Regions from separate parts of the Arachis hypogaea genome. Here region 1 is linked to region 2. Evidence: chromatin contacts called from public Hi-C data. All regions are on one chromosome and are shown on one strand. Each heading gives the region's core, a stretch centred on a gene start, on an enhancer-like site or on the middle of the called end of the contact. The rest is flanking DNA. Distances are from core to core; before and after follow the strand shown. Region 1 holds the start of LOC112797270 (thioredoxin-like protein YLS8). Region 2 holds the start of LOC112797268 (protein PIN-LIKES 6).

Evidence for each region. A called contact is a pair of places that touch in the nucleus more often than the background predicts.
Region 1: a contact with region 2 is called in a Hi-C map of leaf, with 3 times the contacts expected there. The contact joins the promoter of LOC112797270 here to the promoter of LOC112797268 in region 2. A contact is called at or near these places in 3 of 8 Hi-C or Micro-C datasets (leaf and an unstated tissue).

Annotation. Positions count from the first base shown.
Region 1 is chr4:111,193,970-111,198,447 of arahy.Tifrunner.gnm2.J5K5, reverse strand. It overlaps LOC112797270 (thioredoxin-like protein YLS8), which reads left to right and starts at 3,092. Exons shown (of 4, transcript XM_025840117.3): 1 at 3,092-3,300. It overlaps LOC140184214, which reads right to left and starts at 978. Exons shown (of 2, transcript XM_072234521.1): 1 at 821-978; 2 at 1-60. The coding sequence starts at 978.
Region 2 is chr4:111,029,817-111,034,439 of arahy.Tifrunner.gnm2.J5K5, reverse strand. LOC112797268 (protein PIN-LIKES 6) reads left to right here and starts at 1,423. Exons shown (of 10, transcript XM_025840115.3): 1 at 1,423-2,072; 2 at 2,259-2,338; 3 at 2,466-2,590; 4 at 3,222-3,343; 5 at 3,587-3,811; 6 at 4,245-4,319. The coding sequence starts at 1,869.

The DNA.
Region 1 (4,478 bases), core at 1,843-4,342, 160 kb before region 2:
TCCACGACTTGGTATACTTTCTTGAGATACCTTTTGCGTGAGGATTTAGTAATTTCTCTCCTGCAAATGCTCCATTTATTATGTGTATGTGCCTATCCGGGATTTATGGTGGCCGGTCTCGCCGACCTCTATCTTCATCACCTTTCTTCCTCTTCCCTGGGTCGTCCGATCTTTTCGCGAGGTATCTATCTAGCCGATCTTCTCTAGCCAACTTTTCTATAACATTTTTCATATCATAACAATCATTCATAGAATACCCATATAATTTGTGATACTCGCAGTATTCCGTTTGACTTCCAGTCTTTTTGAGTTTAATTGGGCGGAGAGGCGAAAGTTTTTCAGTGTGACAGATCTCCTTGTAGATATCAACAAGAAAAATTCGGAGTAGCGGGTAATTGTGGTATCTCCAAGGTTTTTACGAGTTGTATTCTTCTTTTTTCTTTGTCTCCTTATCCATATCCCGATCTTGGTAGGGAGGTTTGGCCTTGGGACTAGATCTCTAAGTTAGGAGTTCTCCTCCATGTTGATATACTTCTCTGCCCACTTTTGTACTTTATATAAAGAGGTCGGATGCCGCTTTGATATGGATTGAGAAAATGACCCTTCTCTAAAGTCATTAGCAAATCCCATTATTACTACTTCAGGAGGCAAATTCTGTATTTCTAAGGAGACTTTGTTAAACATTTCCATGTAAGTTCGGAGAGTCTCTCCGATTTCTCATTTTACCTATAAGAGACTTGGAGCATGTTTGACTTTGTCCTTATGAATTGAGAATTGGATAAAAAACTTTCTTGTCAGATCATCAAAGCAAGTCACTGACCTGGACGGTAAGCTATCGAACCACTCTATTACTGCTTTGGTTAATGTTGTCGGAAAAGCCTTATAACGAGTCACATCGAACGCATCGGCCAGATATATCCTACTTTTGAAATTGATGAGGTGATGCCTTAGGTCAGTCGTTCTTTCAAAGAGATCCATGTCGGTGGATTTTAAAATTACTTGGGACCCTAGCCCGCATGATCTTTTCTATGAATGGATCTTCTCCTCGAAAGGGTTTTTTTGTCATTCCGCATTGTTGGTCTGATTTCATAAATCAGCTTCTAATTTTAGAAGCTTTTCCTCAAGTTCCCTTCTACGTCGTACCTCCTTTCGCAGATCTCTTTTGGCTTTCCTTTGTTGCTCGATCTTCTATTTGAATTGCACCAACTAGCCATGATGTCCGTGTACGAGTCCCATGATCTCAGTTGGGTGTGGAGGTTCTTCGTTTTCATGTGGGTATACTTCTGACTGCAGTCATCTGCTATGAGAATTTCGTGATGTTCCTTCTCCATTAGGATTACTTGATCCTTCTTGTCGTGGGGGTATCATAAGGGTTTGGTCATCGTTACGAGGTTCTGACTCAGACTCGGATGCAGTGTGTCTGTCTTCAAATTGCTCGTTAAGTTAGCAAAAGGCTTTAGGCAGGATTTTAGTAGATTAGATTCTCAATGTATTTGAGGGTGACAGTGTATTTATAGTAGAATAGATAACCACTTTTTAGTGTAATTCCACTTTTGATGGTGAATAATGGTTCCCTTTTTCTAGAAAAATTATTGAGATATCCCTTTTAGATAGATGGGAGATATCTTAGGAGTTAGTTACTCATTCAAATAAGTAGGACTGGGTTGGTTGTCATTGCGCCCGACCTATGTGAAGTCGGGCAGGCGTGGGGGAGACACGATCTCTTAAATGGACCTTTATTCATTTTGGGCTTAGTTATTTTGTGGGTTAGGGTATGAATACTACTAAAATGATATTTAAAAATTTATATTATTGAAAAAATTCTAAAAGATATGAAAAATAAAAAAATTACAAAATATTTAAAATTATGACAAAAAACAATAAATTAAATATATATTCTTAAAAAGATATTAGAAATAAAATTTTGATGTGATTTATTATGAATATAAATAGAAAAATCAAACCTTTTCAATTTAGAGAGAGAGATGATTATATTTTATCATATAACGATAATTTTCATGTTGCGTAATTAATTTTTAACCCAATTTTTAATAATTAAAAATTAAATAATTAAAATTATTAAATGTCGAATATTTTGAATTTGATCAATTTTGTTTTATTAATCAATTATGAATTTAAAATTAAATTTGAGTAAGAAAATAAAAAATTATTTTAAATTTTATCTCACTAATCAAAATTAATTCTAAAAAATAAAAAATTATTTTGTACATTATATTATATTGTAGTATAGTGTCGTTATTTTTTTAATGATAATTATTGCTAAATAAAATGGTGTAAAAAATTAGAAGAAAATATATTTACTAATACAAAGGGATAATAATTTATTTTTCAATAGAATAATAAATTATTGAGTTATGGTTTGTCTTCCCACAAACATTACTCAATGATGGTATTCTAGTAATGTTTTCAAAAAATATTAACCAATTTAAACTTTTGTAGTAGTATAACTGTATAAGTCTACAAGTTTAAAAGCTTGAAAATTATGTTATAAAATGTGAAATTTTAACTAGTACTAACATTGATGATATTATTGATGATATTATTTTGATTTCAAAAATGAATATGATACCAATAAATGAAATTATTCATTCTAACTAAATTTTAACAAAGACAAATCTTTGTAAATATTATTATTGATGAGTAATTGTTCTACTTAAAGACAAATACAATTTTTTTCTGTGGTATTTTCTAACTCGATAGACCTTAAGGAAAAATAATATTTTTTTTAGATATGTTTTAACTCGACTGACGAAGGAATGGATGAATGAGATGACCAATCAACTAATCTAAATTAATTTAGACAACACTAATTATTTTGAATGTTTTTAACATTAAAAATCATTAAACTTTGATTTTAATTTTAATTTTATAAAATATTTATAGTGATAATTATGATATATTTTTTCATTTAATTCTCTTTAACAAAATTTTTTTATATATTTTTATGTATTAGGCGTGTAAGATACCGGAATATATATTAGTTTAGGGTTAAAAAGTAAATTGTGAATTTTTAATATTAAAAATTAAATATATTAATTCCGAATAAAACGACGTCGTTTTGTTTATTTAAAAAAAAAAACAAAACAAAAGCAGAACCATTCGTGAACCACCCCCCGCCCCTCTTCTTCCCCCAATCATTCGTGCACTCCCTGGAGACCTCTGAAGCCAAGGAAAACCCTAGCCCTTCTCCCTCTTCCCCGTGTCGTTTTCATCTTTCTCTTCCCCAGGTAGCTCGGGACGTCGTTTTCATCTTCGCTGGCTTCTCGGCTCGGAACCCAGGTTAGTGGCCCTGCTTTCAATTCTTCGCCTCCGCTTCTTCCTTTTAATTTCTGAATGTTCGGTCTTCTTCTTCGTTTGAAGTTCTGAAATTGTTCCATTTTTGTTCCATTTTTCTTGTAATGTTTTGTAAATTGTAATTGTCTGCTGCTGATGGATCTGTCTTGTATTTGCTGGTTGCTGATGGCTGTAATTTTTTTTTTCAAATTTACTGATGGCTTGATGGCTCTGTTAGTCTGTTGCTTTCAATTCTTTGCTCTTTTACTGATGGCTCTGTTACTGATGGCTCGATGGCTCTGTTAGTTACTGATGGCTCTTAATTTTTTTGTTCAAATTTACTGATGGCTTTGTTTGTAGTTGCTGGTTTTGCTGGGTGAAGGTTTAGTGTTTTGTGATTATTGGTTAATGTTTTGGTTTAGTGTTCTCTCTTTTCCAGATTTCCCTTCTCCCTGTATTTCTGCATGTTGCTGAATTGGTAATCAATAAATTTTCCTTTTTGCTGTAAATCGGGACTTTACTAGGATTTGTTAAATTTGTTGCTGTAACTTGAATTTGTTGCTTCCCACTCACAGAATCAGAACAGATTGCTCAGTCAGTGCTTGATTGATTGGCTTTGCTCACTGATTGTATTTGATGATAAATTTTAAATTGTTAACTTTTAAATTTTAAATTTGCACTGCCTATGTTACTGATTCACTGTTCTTTCAGTGCTTTTCGTTGTTGTTAATCATTGTGATGAGCTTTGTTAAAATTTGCACTGCCTATATTACTGAGTGTTCCTTCGGTGCTTTTTGTTGTTGTTAATCATTGTGATGAACTTTGTTAAAATTTGCACTGCCTATGTTACTGATTCACGGATTCATCCCTCTCGTTATTATCATTGGCATGAACTCCGAACCAAAACCCCAACTTTCTGGATAAAATTGTAACGAAAGCTGATTGGGACTTTTTCTTCTACCTAAGGTATGAATCAGAATGATGAGGCCAAGTTGTGAATATACAAGTGTCGACGGACTATAATATATATTGAGTTTGTGACATTAGAAGGGTGTAATAATAACAATAATGGAGTCATGTTATTTGAATATTGAGGTTTAACATTTAAACTCTCAGCTTCTCAGCCCTGTTTGATTCTTCATCTCAGGCAATTGAATCGAATCAACCAGGCGTTCCTTTTCTTT
Region 2 (4,623 bases), core at 174-2,673:
AGAAGAATATTATGGTCCGAAAAATAATTTTAAAACTAAATTAAATTTTAGGGACGATTTTGTATGCCGAAAAAGATTAAAAATAAAAAAAATTCAATTTATATCTTAAAAACCAAAATCGTACTCAACTTTAATTCTTTTTATAAACAAATTTACCGTGAAATATTTGATTATTTAAACGATTAATTAGTTTATTAGAAAAATAAATGAAATAACATATATAAATATAAACAAATGCATAATATTTTATTGGTAATTAATTCTTTTATGCATATAATATGTTTATATTTTTTATCAATAAATTCAAATGTCAAAAATTAGAAAAGAAACCAAGTTCAAAATTAAATAGAAGAGCAGGTTCAAAAAATAAATAAATAAATAAATAGAAGAGTAGTTGAGTAGTTGACTTAGAGTTGGAAAATAGACTGTTTCTAGGAAAAAAAAAAAGGAGTAATTAATTGTCAATAGGCGAGATTCTCCTGCCATTCAATTTCGGATTTTCAGTTGACACATTTGATATTTCTTTCCTGTAACTCTCCTTCTTCCATATTTCATTCAACTCCTCTTAAATATATCTAACAGATTAATTGATATGTCAAATTAAGAAATATTTTAGATAACTAAATTCAACTCATCATAAATAATAAACAAAATAATAATCATATGAAACACACAACAACGACAGCTCCCTTTCTTGTATTTATATGCCATATTCATTCATCTATATTATATTTGAATTAAGAATTGACACGTCAATCTTTTTCTAATAATAAAAAAATAAATCCTTAATTTTCAATCTCCAAAAAAAATTATTAAATTTAATTACAAATACACTTTTTATTTTTATAAACTAAAAACATAGATATTTTCGTACTGAATTGAAATTATCATTAAAAAAATTTGTATCCTCTATTTACAAAAATAATGATTTATTTGTAATTTAATTTGTGGAAGAATTTATTTGTCTTCTTAATAAAAATAAGATAGCGTTTGGTGGAGAGATAAAAACGAAAAAATTGAAACAGCAAAAATTAAGATCGAAAGACAGAGACTAAAAAATAAATATTGAAATAAATTTTTGTTTGGTGCAAAGTAGAAGACAGAAATTAAAATAAGAATAAAATTTTAATTTAATTTGTACAAAAATTTTGATCTCTAAAAATTTTAATCTCATGTATTCCTATTTTTTGAAAGTATTAAAATATTAAAATTTTAAAAATTAAATAACAATTTTAGTACCAAACCAATAAATATAATACCAAATTTTAATCTCTCAATTTCTATTTCAATCTCTCAAAACAAATGCTAGGTGAAGGACTTATTTACCTCCCTCTCTAATAAAAATAAAACAGAGTTTTATTTATAAAATTATAATTAAATTAGATTCGTGTATATAGTGACAAAAAAAAAAAAATTAGATTCGTGTATGTGTAATAATGATAAGTGAATGGGAATGTGATTCCTCTCTCTCTATCACACACACTTTCTTTTCTTCCTCCCCCTCTATTGGTTGTGATTGTGAGTGAGTGTTGTTTCTACGTCTCTGTAGAGAGGTAGAGAATAGAAGAGAAGAGAAGAAAGAAACAAGGGGAATCACATTGTTCTTGTGCACGTGCTCATGCAGGCGTAGCCTCCTTATAATAAATCTTCTTTCTTTTTACTTCTTTCCTATTTTTGGTTTATTTTTTTGTTTCTTCATTTCTGTGTTCTTGTTCTGACTTAGAAAAAAACACACTCCCCTCCACCTGTTTGTAGAAAGTCTCAAATCAAACCAAAGCACCCTTTTTTGCTTCTCTTTAGGGGATTTTCAGATTGGATTGAATTGAATTGAATTAAATTGAGCTGTTCATCAAGGAAAGAAAAGAAGAATGGGAACTAGTGTTGGGAGGTTTCTAATGATGTTGCAGAATGAAGGGGCAGTTGGAAGTGGAGGAGGTGAATCAGTGTTAGACTCAATCAAGATTGCAGTGTTACCAATAGCAAAGGTGTTCACCATGTGCTTTTTGGGGTTCCTCATGGCTTCAAAGTATGTTAACATCTTACCTGCTTCTGGGAGGAAGCTCTTGAATGGGGTATATATGTCTTTTCTATTCTCTTGTTTTTTAATTGCTCTATCTGTTGAATTGTTCTGTGTTTGCATCAATCATTATGAGTTTGGATACTGGTGTCAAAGACCAAAGCAGAAAAAAATGAAATTGAATTCTCCTTTCGTTTTCATTGTCTTTCTCTTTGTCTCACCCAATTTTCGGTTGTTGTAGCTTGTCTTTACACTATTGCTACCCTGCTTGATATTCTCTCAATTGGGACAAGCTGTTACCCTGGAGAAGATGCTAGCCTGGTAGGTGACAAATAAATAGTACTCAATTTACTCTCCCACCTTAAATTTTGTTATTTATTGTTATGTGATAAATCACACTCACTACCGACACACATCATCAATTATTTGAGCTCTGATTTTTTTGCAGGTGGTTTATTCCAGTCAATGTTGTGCTGAGTAGCATATCAGGCTCAATAATTGGTTTTATTGTCGCCTCCATCATCCGCCCCCCATACCCTTTCTTCAAGTTTACAATTGTACATATTGGAATAGGTAATCAAATAGTTCTTTTTATGCTCTCTGTCTTTTTTTATCTGCACTTCTGATTATGATGACATGAGAGTCAGGACTGAATGTTGTAAAGAAAAGCAATAGAGGAATATAATTTGCAGGAGTGAGAGTTTTGTTCCGGTTGAGCGGATGCTTTAGATCATAAGGTTAGGAATTTGCATTATAGAGAAAGTCGGGATGGATATATTTTGAAAAGGGTAGTGTAATTTTACCTTACGTGGTTTTGTCATAAGTAAATTAGATTTATAGAAACCAAGTATGAAGAATAGTTTACATGGGGGGCAACGTACTGGGTTGACCAATATGCTGGTAGGGTTGTAGAGAAAAAAAAAGTTATGAAGAAAACACATTGCAATTGTCGCTACAAACTATAATCAAATATGGCAAACAATGGCGTTGTTTAATTCATACAACCGACCTTACTTGGTGGAAAAAAAACGAACTTTTCTTGTTATACTTCGATTGACATCTAAATCATAAGAGAAGGAATGAATGATTGATTTGTTATAATTGTTTACAATAAAATTTAAGAGCAGATATGTTGATTCTGTGTTTTATATGTTGGGTTTTTCTTGTGTTAAATTTAATTATATCGCTGCAAATTCCTATACAGGGAATATTGGGAACGTGCCGCTTGTCCTGATTGCTGCTTTATGTCGAGACACATCCAATCCTTTTGGTGACACTGAAAAATGCAGCACAGATGGAACTGCCTATATATCATTTGGCCAGTGGGTAGGTTCATAGATATCTTCTTGACAACTCCATCTTGTCTCAGTTATTGAATTCTAGTGCCTTGACTTATAACTTAATTCACATAATCAGCTACAATATTAACTCTTAAGTTCAGGGTGGTTGATATAATGTAGAATAGTTTAAGTATATACTCAGGACTCAGTATATTGTTTAAGATCAAGAGTATATTGTTCTAGAAAACATACGCAGGACTCGGGAGTTATTAATTTTAATCTGTCGCAGGTTGGTGCTATCATCCTATACACGTATGTATTTAATATGTTGGCTCCTCCTCCAGAAGGCACATTTGACATTGATAATGAAAGCCTTCCACTGAAGGGTGCTCCAAATAATGATGGCTCACCTGAACAAAATCAAGGAACAACTCCATTGCTTGCTCCAAAGGAGGAGGAAACCCAAAAGGAAGAGGTCATTTTGACAGCATCAAATGCTTCAAGGGAATGGAAGGTGAGATTAACCTGATGAAGAGATTTATTATTATTATTATTATTATTATTATTATTATTATTATTATTATTATTATTATTATTTTCTGTGTTATTTTATTTTATTCATGTTATTTGATGACACTATCATTTTCATGATAATTTTTTGTAGAAGTTTAAGTTTAAGTTTATATAACTTCATATTCGCACCTAATGGGACAAGGCTCAGTTGTCATAACTCAAACTTAACTGGCACAGGAATTTTAATATGATTCTGATGTTTATGTCTTTCAACTCCAATTGCCAAAATCTTCCTTTTTTGTTTGTGAATTGATGGTTTAATTTTTTATGTGTTGCACAATCCATGCAGTGCCTATTTAGATATGCCTATCCTCAATTACTTTTCTTCTTCTCTGGATCCAATGTTTACACATGGTTCATGGTTGCTAGTGCAGATTAAAGATATTTGGGCATTTCTTTATGAGAAGTTGAAGCTTAAGCAAATTATTCAACCCCCTATCATCGCATCGGTAAGCTTCTCTTTGTTGGACCTATAATTGATGTTTTTTTTTTTCCGCATTCTAGATGCTAGGTGTCCTCATATCCCTTCCTTTTGTGTTGCTGTCTTTGGTTGGAAAGATTAAGGTTATTTCTTACTTGTCCTGGTATGGCAATCCAGTTTATATATGATACTTTTTCTTCAATATCTTTTAGAGCAATTATAGAAACAAATTTGTGCATTAAAAAAGAAAAAAAATAATTCTAGTAATCAGCAGTGTACATGCTGAGTCTTATAGATGTCATATGAGGATTGTGGATTTATCTAGTGATAAT